2 separate regions of the Gossypium hirsutum genome follow, and region 1 is linked to region 2. Evidence: chromatin contacts called from public Hi-C data. All regions are on one chromosome and are shown on one strand. Each heading gives the region's core, a stretch centred on a gene start, on an enhancer-like site or on the middle of the called end of the contact. The rest is flanking DNA. Distances are from core to core; before and after follow the strand shown.

Evidence for each region. A called contact is a pair of places that touch in the nucleus more often than the background predicts.
Region 1: a contact with region 2 is called in a Hi-C map of leaf, with 2.8 times the contacts expected there. The contact joins two enhancer-like sites. A contact is called at or near these places in 4 of 34 Hi-C or Micro-C datasets (all in leaf).

Annotation. Positions count from the first base shown.
Region 1 is chrA08:93,936,440-93,942,314 of Gossypium_hirsutum_v2.1, forward strand. It overlaps the pseudogene LOC121204506. Among protein-coding and RNA genes, the nearest start is that of LOC107926882, 36 kb to the left of the region's middle. Within about 2 kb of position 2,477, at least 7 of the 9 cell types and tissues checked have an H3K27ac peak or open chromatin away from gene starts, as enhancers often do. A contact at or near this core is called in leaf, where this site is marked.
Region 2 is chrA08:93,744,909-93,750,701 of Gossypium_hirsutum_v2.1, forward strand. No RefSeq gene overlaps it. Among protein-coding and RNA genes, the nearest start is that of LOC121205336, 33 kb to the right of the region's middle. Within about 2 kb of position 3,718, at least 9 of the 9 cell types and tissues checked have an H3K27ac peak or open chromatin away from gene starts, as enhancers often do. A contact at or near this core is called in leaf, where this site is marked.

The DNA of each region.
Region 1 (5,875 bases), core at 1,227-3,726, 190 kb after region 2:
GGGCCCTCTGACTTGATCCCATTTCACAGCTATTCCAGGTGTCTTCTCTTATTGTGGGCTTATTCAACTATACACCAAAAAAATATCAATATGGTCCACGTTGAGCGGGCTGTTACAATTTGATGAAATGATATACTCATTGGAAGACAGTTTGAAATGGTTGTATCATTGTTGAAAGACGAAGTGTATCAGTGTTGGACAACTTTGATATTTGTTGTACCTTAAGATCAGGTAAGTTGGGATTTCTTTTAGAACGAATTCAAAAAAATATGTTAGCTAATTGTATCTTGAAAAGAAAAAAATAGAATTCATGACACTAAAACAAGGTGATATGACTATTGCCAAATACGAGCGTAAATTTGTCAGACTCAACAAATATGCTCAGGCTTGTATCTATTGAGGCAGATATGTGTAGTTGATTCGAATTGGGTTTAAACGAAGATATCTAAATGCTTATGGGGGCATTAGAGTTGAAAGAATTTGTTGTATTGTCTGAGTGGGCTTAGAAGATGGAAGAAATGCAAAATGAAAAGAAACAAGCCAAGTAAAAAAACTGAGACACTGAAAAACGCAATGTGGCTAGATTTTTACAGACTCCATCATCCAAGCGGACAAGAGATTTCATAAGTCTATCCTTTGCTTCTACTGGAAATCCAAGAAGAGATATGTCCAAGTAGAGTTATATGAGACCTTAGGCTATGTCATTAGCTAGTGCTGATAGTATTTGGAACAAGAACAAACCTATTTTCGAGCATTACAGCAAAAACCATTTTGAGGAATGTAGGTTGAGAAAAGGATCTTGTTTCAAATGTGGTTTTTTCAATCATTTCCTAAAAGATTGTCCGAATAAAATCAAAACTGGTTCAGAACAAGTTACAAAATAGGTAGCAACTTCAAAAAGGGGTAGAAAGCCGTGATCAGATAGTAATGCTGGAGCTAGCTGTGGTGAAACCATGGATATGGCTACGAGCTTTGAAGCTCTTGTGTCGGCAAGAGCTTATGCCATACGAGCTAAAGGGGGAGGCTACAACTCCTGATGTAATTTCTGGTACCTTTTTTCTTTCCGATGTTGCTATACATACTTTGATTGATCCTGGATCAACGTATTCATACATATGCACTGCATTTGTAACATAAAGAAATATGCTAGTAAAGCTGACTGATTATGATGTTAGAGTGTCAAACTCGATAGGTCATTATGTCATTGTTAATAGAATATATAAAGACTGGCCATTAATAATTTAGGGCTGTAAATTTCCTGCCAACCTAATGTTATTACCATTTGAAAAGTTTGATATTATTCTCGACATGGATTGGTTCACCCTACACATTTCAATAGTCAACTGTAGATAGAAACAAATTATGCTGAAATATCAAAATGGTGAATTGATTAATGTTGATGCTGATAGATTGATTGTTCTACCAATATCATATCAGCAATATTTGCTTAAGAACTAATTAGAAAAAGTTGTGAAGCATATTTGGCTTACATTTTAGATACCAGAGTGTCGGGATCCAAGATAGAGCAATTACTGATAGTTAACGAATTCACTAATGCGTTTCTTGAAAAATTCTCGAGTTTACCGTTTGAGAGAGAAATTGAATTTGTTATTGAAGTAGCATTGTGAACTGCTCCGATATTTATTGCACCATATAGAATGACACCGAAAGAATTAAAGGCGTTGCGAGAATTGTTAGATCAGGGATTTATTCAACCAAGCGTGTTGCCTTAGTGTGCTCTGGTTCTGTTTGTGAAAAAGAAAGATGGAACTATGAAATTGCGCATTAATTACAGACAACTGAACAAAGTCACCATAAAGAATAAGTATTTGTTACCTTGTATAGATGATTTATCTGATCAGTTGAAGGGAGGTATCATGTTTTCAAAGATTGTTCTCCGATCAGTCTACTATCAACTCAGAGTTAAAGAGCTATATATGCCAAAGACTGCCTTTCAGACTCGATATGGACACTACAGGTTTCTAGTGATGTCATTTAAGTTGACCAATACCCTAGTCACTTTTATGAACCTGATGAATAAAAAATTTCAACTGTACCTAGACAGATTTGTTATTGTATTTATTGATGATATTCTAATTTACTCAAAAGATGGTTTACCTTGTCCTCATCTATAGTTGTCTATGCTTGAGGATTAATATATAATATTTCTGTTCTCCTTTGTAGATGTACTTGTTAATTGTTTGTAACTTTTATTGGGAATATAATTTCCTTTCTTTTGAAAAAGAATTCAAATTTAGAATTTAAATATTGCCTTGCCAAAAAAAAAAAAGGAGTCAATTAGTCAAATTTGAAATCCGTTGTTAAGCCAAATGTTTCTTCTCTTAATCTTTGTTAGTGAAATTGGCGCAGGGGTTATTACCAAAAAAAAAAAATTGGCGTAGGGACAAAGCGGAGCTCTGCTACTTTAGTTGATTCGTGTCCTTTAATTAACGAATCCATCGTTCAGTTAAATTAACGACCGGACCGGCCCACCCAACTGTGCTTTCTGCTTCGCCCAACACGACAATGTCGTAATTTGCTGTTCCGATAAACAATTCAATCTCTCAACTCTCTTTTTCTTTTACCTGTTCTCTGATTCTTAAACCTTTCATCATCGGCCCTTCATTCCTTTAATAATTACGTTTAGGTCATTCCATGCCCACTCTCGCAGCTAACCCTAAACCTAATTTCCTCCCCCCTACAGACCAGCCCAATCACGGCCTCGATCTTCCCCCTCATATGCAACGTAAGCCTTCCCACGACCCGAATCCGAACCCCACTCCGGCCACTAACTCTAATTTTGACGCCTCGCCCGAGGCGGTTCTTCCAGCCACGCCGCCGCCTTCACTTCTATACCTCTCTTTCAACCAGGACCACAGCTGCTTTGCCGCTGGCACCGACCATGGCTTCTGGATCTACAATTGCGATCCGTTCCGTGAGATCTTTCGCCGAGATTTCGATCACCGCGGCGGGGGCATTGGTGTTGTCGAGATGCTTTATAGGTGCTATATTTTGGCTCTCGTCGGCGGCGGACCCAACCCCCAATACCCGCCCAATAAGGTCATGATATGGGACGACAACCAGAACCGATGCATAGGCGAGGTTTCCTTTTCTTCTGAAGTGAGATCAGTTCGGCTTCGGAGGGACCGAATCGTCGTCGTTTTGGAACATAAAATTTTCGTCTACAATTTCGCGGATTTGAAGCTGCTTCACCAGATCGAGACCATCGCTAACCCGAAGGGTTTATGCGCGGTATCTCAAGGGGCCGGGTCGTTGGTCTTGGTTTGCCCCGGATTGCAAAAGGGGCAGGTTAGGATTGAACATTACGCCTCGAAAAGGACTAAGTTCAATTTGGCCCATGATTCAAGAATTGCGTGCTTCGCACTCTCGCAGGATGGGCAATTGCTTGCTACTGCAAGCACAAAGGGGACGCTTGTTCGTGTTTATAATACTGTTGATGGTAGCTTGCTGCAAGAGGTATGTGATTTGATACTGTTTACGCTTCTTTGTTGCTTTAATGATACAAATTTTGTCTAAATTGTGACGGGTTTAGTGGAAATTCTAATACATATGGTTAAATAAGTGACCATATTTTTATTTTTTACGGCTCTAAGGATCCATCTTTCTTATATGTATGCAGTGGATATGAGATGTTTGCACTTTTTCTGGGTAGCATTGAAAACACAAAATGATATAAATTTTCTGACAATATGGAAGTTTTTGTTGTATGTAAATAGGTAAGGAGGGGGAGCAGATAGAGCTGAAATTTATAGTTTGGCATTCTCTTCGAATGTCCAGTGGTTATCGGTTTCAAGTGATAAAGGAACCGTCCATGTGTTTGGCCTTAAGTTCAATGCTGGATCTCCGGGCAGCGTCAGGTCACAAAGTGCATCCGAGCCGCCCCATTCGTCTCTTTCTTCTATCAGAGGTAAAGTGTCCCCTCCTGCCATTAGATGCTGCAAACGGCCATGACTCTCTTTTATCTCTGAACTATGTTCTCTGCAAATGGAAGAAAAACATCATGACAATTGCTCTTTACCTCGTTTTTCTTTTTATCTCTGAGATTCGTATCACCTATGCCTGGGAAACAACATTACGACTTTCAGTTGGATGATGAGTATGATCCTGCTGGGGAATTAGTAATCTAATTGTGGGGTAACCAGCTTGTGTCAAACCTAGCTTCTAGTAAGTTGGCATTTAAGATTTTGTGAGTGTTGTGATAAGCATATGATCTGGCTTTCTACCTATAGGAGAGTTATCCCAGTACTTGAGCCAGCAGAGAAACTAACACTTGAAGCTGAATGTGACAACTAACAAGATTGTCTCTAATATATATCTATGGCGCATTTGAGGCAATCCTTTTGGTTTTCGGGAATCAACTATTGTAAGCATCTATCTAAGCTACATTTCTGCTTGCAGGAGTGTTACCCAAGTATTTTAGTTCAGAGTGGTCAGTGGCTCAGTTCCGTCTGCTTGAAGGTTCTCAATACATTGTTGCTTTTGGTCACCAAAAGAATACTGTTGTCATTCTTGGCATCGATGGAAGGTAAGAAAAAGAAACTTAAACTGACAGAGATATCAAATCTTTGAAGCATGCTTTGATAAATTTCTCAATGACCTTCACATAAACTAACATTTATGTAGCTTTGGTAGTATTTTATGACTTGAGGCGTTTGAAGCTTGCTTTGGTAAATTTCTCAATGACCTTCACAAACTAGCTCTTCACTTGTTTGCTGCAACTTCTTTTCCTTTTTGGTTTTTGGTGAAGGAGAGATAATAAAAAGGTTAACTACAATACCACGGGTATTCTTGAGACCATTCTGAAGGATTGGGGATGCTCTCATAATAATCTTAAATGGCCTTTAAGATTCCTTTGTGAGATTGGTAATAAATTATTAACCTCTTAACCATTTCCGCCAAGATGATAAGTTTCCCTTGCCAAACAGAATTTCACTAAACTATTATTAGTTAGTTTACATTTTAATCACTCAACTTTAAAAAGTTACAAATGGACTTTAAACTATTCGAAAGTTTTTATTTAAGTAATTGGATTGTTAAGTTATTATTATTATTTTTTAAATAGCTAGCGAGCTTCAAGCGATGATTCGACGATTGGTATGATTGAATAGTAGCCATCGACAAGTAGAGTCACTCTAATGGTTAGTATCGAAAATTGGAGAAGAAAGTTGTTTGGATTTTAATTTGTAGATTTATGGCATTCAAAGTTGTTTAAAAAGAGTTTTTGATTGGTGTAGGTAGTGCGAACAAAAAAGGTCAGACAACATTAGTTTTTATAGCCCAGTGACTTAGCCGAAAACTTTTGAATAGTTTAGCAATCATTTTTTAATTTTTGAAGTTAAGTGATTAAAATGTAAATTTAATAATAGTTTAGTGATCTTCGGTGTCATTTACCCATAACAAAAAAGCTCTAAAATGTGCAAAATGATTATGAATACAACTTCTACAGAAGCCAGTTTGACCCAGTGAATGGTGGGGAAATGACTCGGCTGGAATATCACAACTTTGTGAAACCAGATGAAGCTTTCTGAAGACTTTCTATTTCACTCTTTCCCCATAATTCACCTAATTTATTATGTAATTTGTAAATAAATAAGTATAGCTTGTAAAGTTTCTTACTGCTTGCTCACCTGTTCATGATTTAATTCCAATTGTTTTGTAATCCTATATTAAGGGTATTGCTTATTTTAGTTTTGAGGCTGAATAATTAGTTTAAGTGTGAAAAAAGTTCCTTTTTCTTCAATTAAATATATATATATTGGTCGTAAAGGTTTGTTCATATATATATATTGGTCGTAAAGGATTATGTCACTAGTTCATTGAGTTGTTGGACCTCTAAAGTCTAAACCTGAGTTGA
Region 2 (5,793 bases), core at 2,468-4,967:
GGATCTTCTCATAGGCACTTTTAATGAAAAATAAGCCGGTGGAGGTAGCTCCCCAAACAATTTTGTCAGGCCCTAAAGAAGGGTGTGGTGGTGGGATTCCAACTATTTTATTAACGATCTCTTTTGGGATCCACAAACAAAAAAGGTTTAAATTCCATGATCCATCACCTGCAATCATATTACTAAGCCTACAATCCATATTAAGGTTAGAAAAACATGAAATATAAGATAATAAGGGTCCACAATTTGGGATCCAAGGATCAGGCCAACATTGAATATTCTTACCATCACCAACGGACCATAAAAGGTTTTCATAAATAAGGGGCCAAACCTTAGCAATTGATCTCCATAGGAAAGAACAACACCCCCTTGAAATATTTTCAGGTAAACCACTAGGAACTTCGTACTTTGATAGAAGGACACGAACCCACAAAGCATTAATATTAGAGACAATGTTAAAACCAATCTTCATCATGAAAGTGGTGTTATGATCTTTCAGACGCCTTAGACCAAGGCCCCAATGAGCTTTCGGTTGGCACACCGAGTCCCAACTAACCAGTGCTACCTTCGAGTTGCCATTAGAGGATCCCCAAATGAATTTTTGCACAATACATTCGATCTCGTCGCACAGACCTTTAGGAAGCATCATTGTTTGCATAAAGTAACTTGGGATCGAAAGAAGGATAGATTGAGCTAAAGTCACCCTACCGGCCAAGGAAAGCTGCCTGGAGTCCCAACTAGACAACTTGCTGCGCACTTTATCGACCACAAAACGTAGTGTATTATTAGTAACCCTTTCATGGAAAAGGGGAACACCTAAGTAAATCCCCAAATTTTCAACTTCCTGAAATCTAAAAAAACTGCTGATACATTTCCTTGAATTGCTGTCCACACCTTTGGAGAAAAAAATATTCGTCTTCCTTATATTAATTTTGTGTCCCAAGTAGCTACAAAAATCATCAAGAATATTCTTAATGATTTGAGCCTAATGCTCCTCAGCGTGACCGACGAGAATCAATTCACTCGCGAAGAAAAGATGAGAAAGCGGTGGACCATTGCGAGCCAGCTGAATAGGGGTCCAATTACCCGCACCAATAGCAGCATGAATATTGTGACTCAGCCACTCCATGCACAAAATGAATAAGTACGGAGATAAAGGACAGCCTTGTCGAACACCTCTAGCTGGCTTAAATTTCGAAGTTGGAATCCCATTCCACAATACCTGTATAGTAGAAGTGGAAATAGCAGACATAATAACATTACGTAAAAAAATAGGAATACCTGCAGCTTGAAGTGACGAGTCTATGAAATCCCATCGTACTCAATCGTAAGCTTTTTCTAAATCAATTTTGATGGCTATCCACTTTCTATTTTTTTGCATGCTCTTCATAGAGTGTACAACCTCTTGAGCAATGACAATATTATCTGTGATATTCTGTCCTGCTATGAAGCCAATCTGCTCAGGAGCTATAAGTTTTAGGAAAACCACTTTAAAATGATTAGCAATAATCTTCATAACCAGTTTATAAAGAACAGATCACAAACTAATTGGACAAAACTGAGCAAAGCATTCCAGATTTTGGATTTTAGGTAAAAGAACAATAAGCGAATTATTTAACTTCGCATCAATACTTTTACCAGCAAAAATACTCTTAACGCAACTGCAAATGGAAATGCCAACATGGTCCCACTGACTTTGGTAGAAAAGTGCGTGAAAACCATCACTTCCTGAAGCCTTCAGAGGAGCCATGTCAAACAAAGCAACTCTAATTTCTTCATCAAAAACTAGATTATTAAGAAACCTCAAATCCTCATCAGTGAGGGGCGGGAAGGCGCTAGTCGGTAAACCAGTCATTGGTCCAGGATGATCACCATACAAATCTTTAAAGAAATTGACAGCTTCAGTCTTAAGTTGTTCTTCATCCATGATCCATTCCCCCAGCTCGTTTTTTAAAGTAGTGATTAGATTCTGCTTTCTTCTTCTCAAAGTACGGGTATGAAAAAATTTGGTGTTGCGATCTCCTAAGACTAACCAATCACAACGAGCTTTCTGAGGCCAGAGAATTTCCTCATGATACAAAACATTATCCAAATCTTCTCTAACTTCTATTTCAACTTGTCTGAGAAAAGCCGAGTTATTTCTGTTACGTTCGATCTCAATGTTTTGTAGTTTCTTAGTTAAAAACTTCTTTCGGGTAGGAATATGGCCATACACATTTTTATTCCATCTTTTGACTAGATCAGTAAACTCGGAGTGTATCTTCGGCATATCAGTAGAAAGCCTCCAATTTTCTTTAACAAAATTGGAGAACCCAACCTGCTAAAAACCTAAATGAACGCCTTTGCGAGGAAAGAAAGTTAGGCATCAAAGATAGTTTAAGGGGTCTATGATCCGATTTAAGTCGTGGCAAGTAAGTCACAAGAGAACTAGGAAAAAGAGTACACCAAGCGTTATTACAAATAGCCCTATCCAGCCGCTCCATAACCCCCCTCTCTGCCAAGTGAATTGCAGACCTCTAAAGCCTAAATCTTGCAACAAAGCGGAATCCATAAGTTTATCAAAAAATGGGCATTTTTTTCCTAGTGACCGACCCCCTCTCTTCTCGGTAGGAGAAAGAATAACATTAAAGTCACTAATCGCCATCTATAGAGCCCCGTCCGCTGGAATAGTTCTCCACAAAACCTCCCATAAAATTCTTCATTTCTCTGATTCGTACTGGCGTACACAAAAGTAACCAGAAGAGGTTTACTAAAAGAGGTACCAGAATTTCTGACTAACACAAATTGCGAATGATTTTTTAGAATCTCCATACAAATAGATTCTTTCCAACCAATACAAATACCACCTGAAAAACCCACTGCCTCTACTCGATGTGAGTATTGAAAACCAAGTTTCGCAATAATCGAATCAGCTTTTATCCCACTGACCCTCGTTTCCATAAGGCTGATCAAATCGGGTTTATGTTCACGATTATACTCATGAAAAACCCGAATAAGCTTCGAACTAGCACTACCCTGACAATTCCAAGAAAAAATAGTTAAATTCATAACTAAAATATTAAAAAATGAGTACTACCCATTCAAAGGCCAAATGGAAGCTTGATCTCCCTCATTGTTGGTAATGACCGTATCAGAAAGAGCCTCCACTTACTCACCAATAAGCTTTGCCATGGAATTCATAGCATTAGGGAGAGAGACACGGGAATTTCCAGCAATTTTAAAAAGTCCCCTACGTCCACGAATTGTCTTATTTAGAGCTCGACCACTTCGCCCACTTCATTTTTTATTATCAAGACCATGGCCTTTTGAAGGAACGGATAAGATATTCGCATCACTTGGTCCATTATTTGACCCTTTTGTTATGACATGATGATCCGAATTTCCTTTAAAAGTAACAGCCGAAAGTCTTTTGGGATCTAACAAGCTAGAATTTAATACCACCTCAGATTCAAAAGGACCTTCAAATGTAGGATTAAAATGCAGTGAGGAGCTTTTATTTTGTAAAATTGGTGACGGACCCGTCTGTGCTCCGCGGTCTAGAATCCCTGAATCATTTAAATCCTGCTTGTCTATTAAAAATGATTGAGACCCATCAGAATTTAGACTGATATTTTTTCCTAAAATTAAGCCTCCAATCGCCAGACCTTTCCTAGTGTTACCATGTTCAACTTCCAAAAGAACTGGCCCACTAGACTTATCCTTCAGCCCAATACGACTATTATGACCCATTATTTCCTTTCCCATATTATCTTTAGCCCGCTGTCCATAAAAACCCCCAGGCCTATTCTCTTTTAAATTCCTAATAAAATCACCTTTTTTAAAAACAACCTCCTTCAACCCCGAAGTTTCAGCCCGTGACTTTCTAATCCCTGATTTTTCAACCCCCAAATCTGTCAATTGATTATCATCAGAAATTAAAGCCATGAATCTTGACCCATCACGATTTTCTTCCGTTAAACTTGCATGTTGATTCGGCTTTCCGACTGGAGTACGCCTAGATTTGCACTGAACTACCATCCATGGACCAAAAGCGTCAATCACTATCACTGGATCTACGTCCTTGTCCGCCGTCACAGGTACATCTTCCTTCTCTCCTTGTATGCTCTGTTCTGCCAAAAAAGAAGAACAAGAAGTTTTTAAATGACCATATTTTCCATAATGAAAGCATACCGTGGGAAGAGCTTCAAATTCAACTCTTTGGATCCGGCCATTGATCGATACTTGAGAAATAAGTGGCTTATGCAGATCAATCGACACAACCATTCTTGCAAATTGACCCCTAGCCCCACTGTCCGTCTTGAAATCTAACTTCATTACTTGTCTAACTAAGCTCCCTATCTCTTCTAAAATCTTTTTCTTATACAGGAAGCCCAGCAATCCTGGGAAACGAATCCAGGCCGTAACCACATTTGGAAAAGGTTTCAGTGGATCGAATTCAATTGTCCAAGGCTGAACAGTTAGATAGTGACCAAACACTATCCATGGACCTTGAGTCAGAGCCAGGTCATAGTCTACCCTGCATTGGAAACGGACAAGGAAATATCCATTTTTGATATCCATCAGATGAAAAGGTTGAGAGGGTTTCCAAAGGCTAGAAATACGATTGTGTAACGCCCCGTAACCTATGTTCCATCCTAACAGCTTGACAACTACGATAGTCTCCATATCCCTAACTAAAAAATTCCTTATAAGCTCCGAGAAGTCAATGGCAGGGATTCCATTAATGGAGGATCGAAGAATGTCACCTTCTTCAATGACGAAGCCTCCATTAAAAATAACATCACCGGATTCAGAAACATTCCTTCCCATAGGTTTCTTTTTCCAAGAAACTTCTTTGATTGGAATCATGTCAACCACCATATTGTCTATTGAATCTTTTCCCACCTCTTTGAATCTGACCTTTTTGGTGTTGCATTCTTCATCAGTGAATGTTTCGATACAGGTCCGGTCATCAGATGAAACTGTAAAAGCAGAAGCCATAATTTACTTTTTTAGTAAATTTTTTTAATTAAAGTGAGTTTTTTTTTTTAATTTCAAAATATCGCACCAATGAATTTGATAAAAGAATTTTAAGTTAAACGATAACAAGACCTAAAATATTGAAATTATATTTTATTAAGGTTTGTATTTGACCTAAATTGGATTGTTAACTTGCCTATATATAGTTAAACATAGGTTAAGCTTGAGAGCTTTTGGTCAAGCCATTTTTAGGGCTTAGTTTGTAGATTTAAGATTTTAATTTAGTTTATTTCTTTTAAAAATAGTTTTATTTTCTTATTCTTCGACTTGGATTCGATTTGAGCCCATGTCTTCGTTATTTAGTATTTTCATAATCTTCTTTTACATTCCTCTTGCAAAGAAAAATATCTCGACAACTGTTAAAGGCTTTCGCAGATCCAAGCACATCCAGTTTATTAAACGGATCAATTTCTATCCGCCTCTCATTTTAATTTAATTTGTGTGTTTTGCATGATTAATTTAATTATGATGAAGATGGTTATTGAATCAATGAGTGACTAACTCCTTTAGGGAGATTAACAAGTGGATGTGGGAGTGACTAATGGAAAAATGAGGGTTTCCTATACGAATTAGTTGGTATAAATTTATTTGATCTTAAACCCTAAAATTAATTTCCTTAGGAAGTAATCTAGGTTAAATGAAGTCGAGAGATAAGTTAGTTGAGTAAACCGTGAGTTTATCCCGATCAGGAAAGTGAGCCAAAGATAAGTAAGTATTGGATGATTAATTAATTGGTAAAGGTCAAGGGGTAATACTAGTTAGTTAATAACTGAT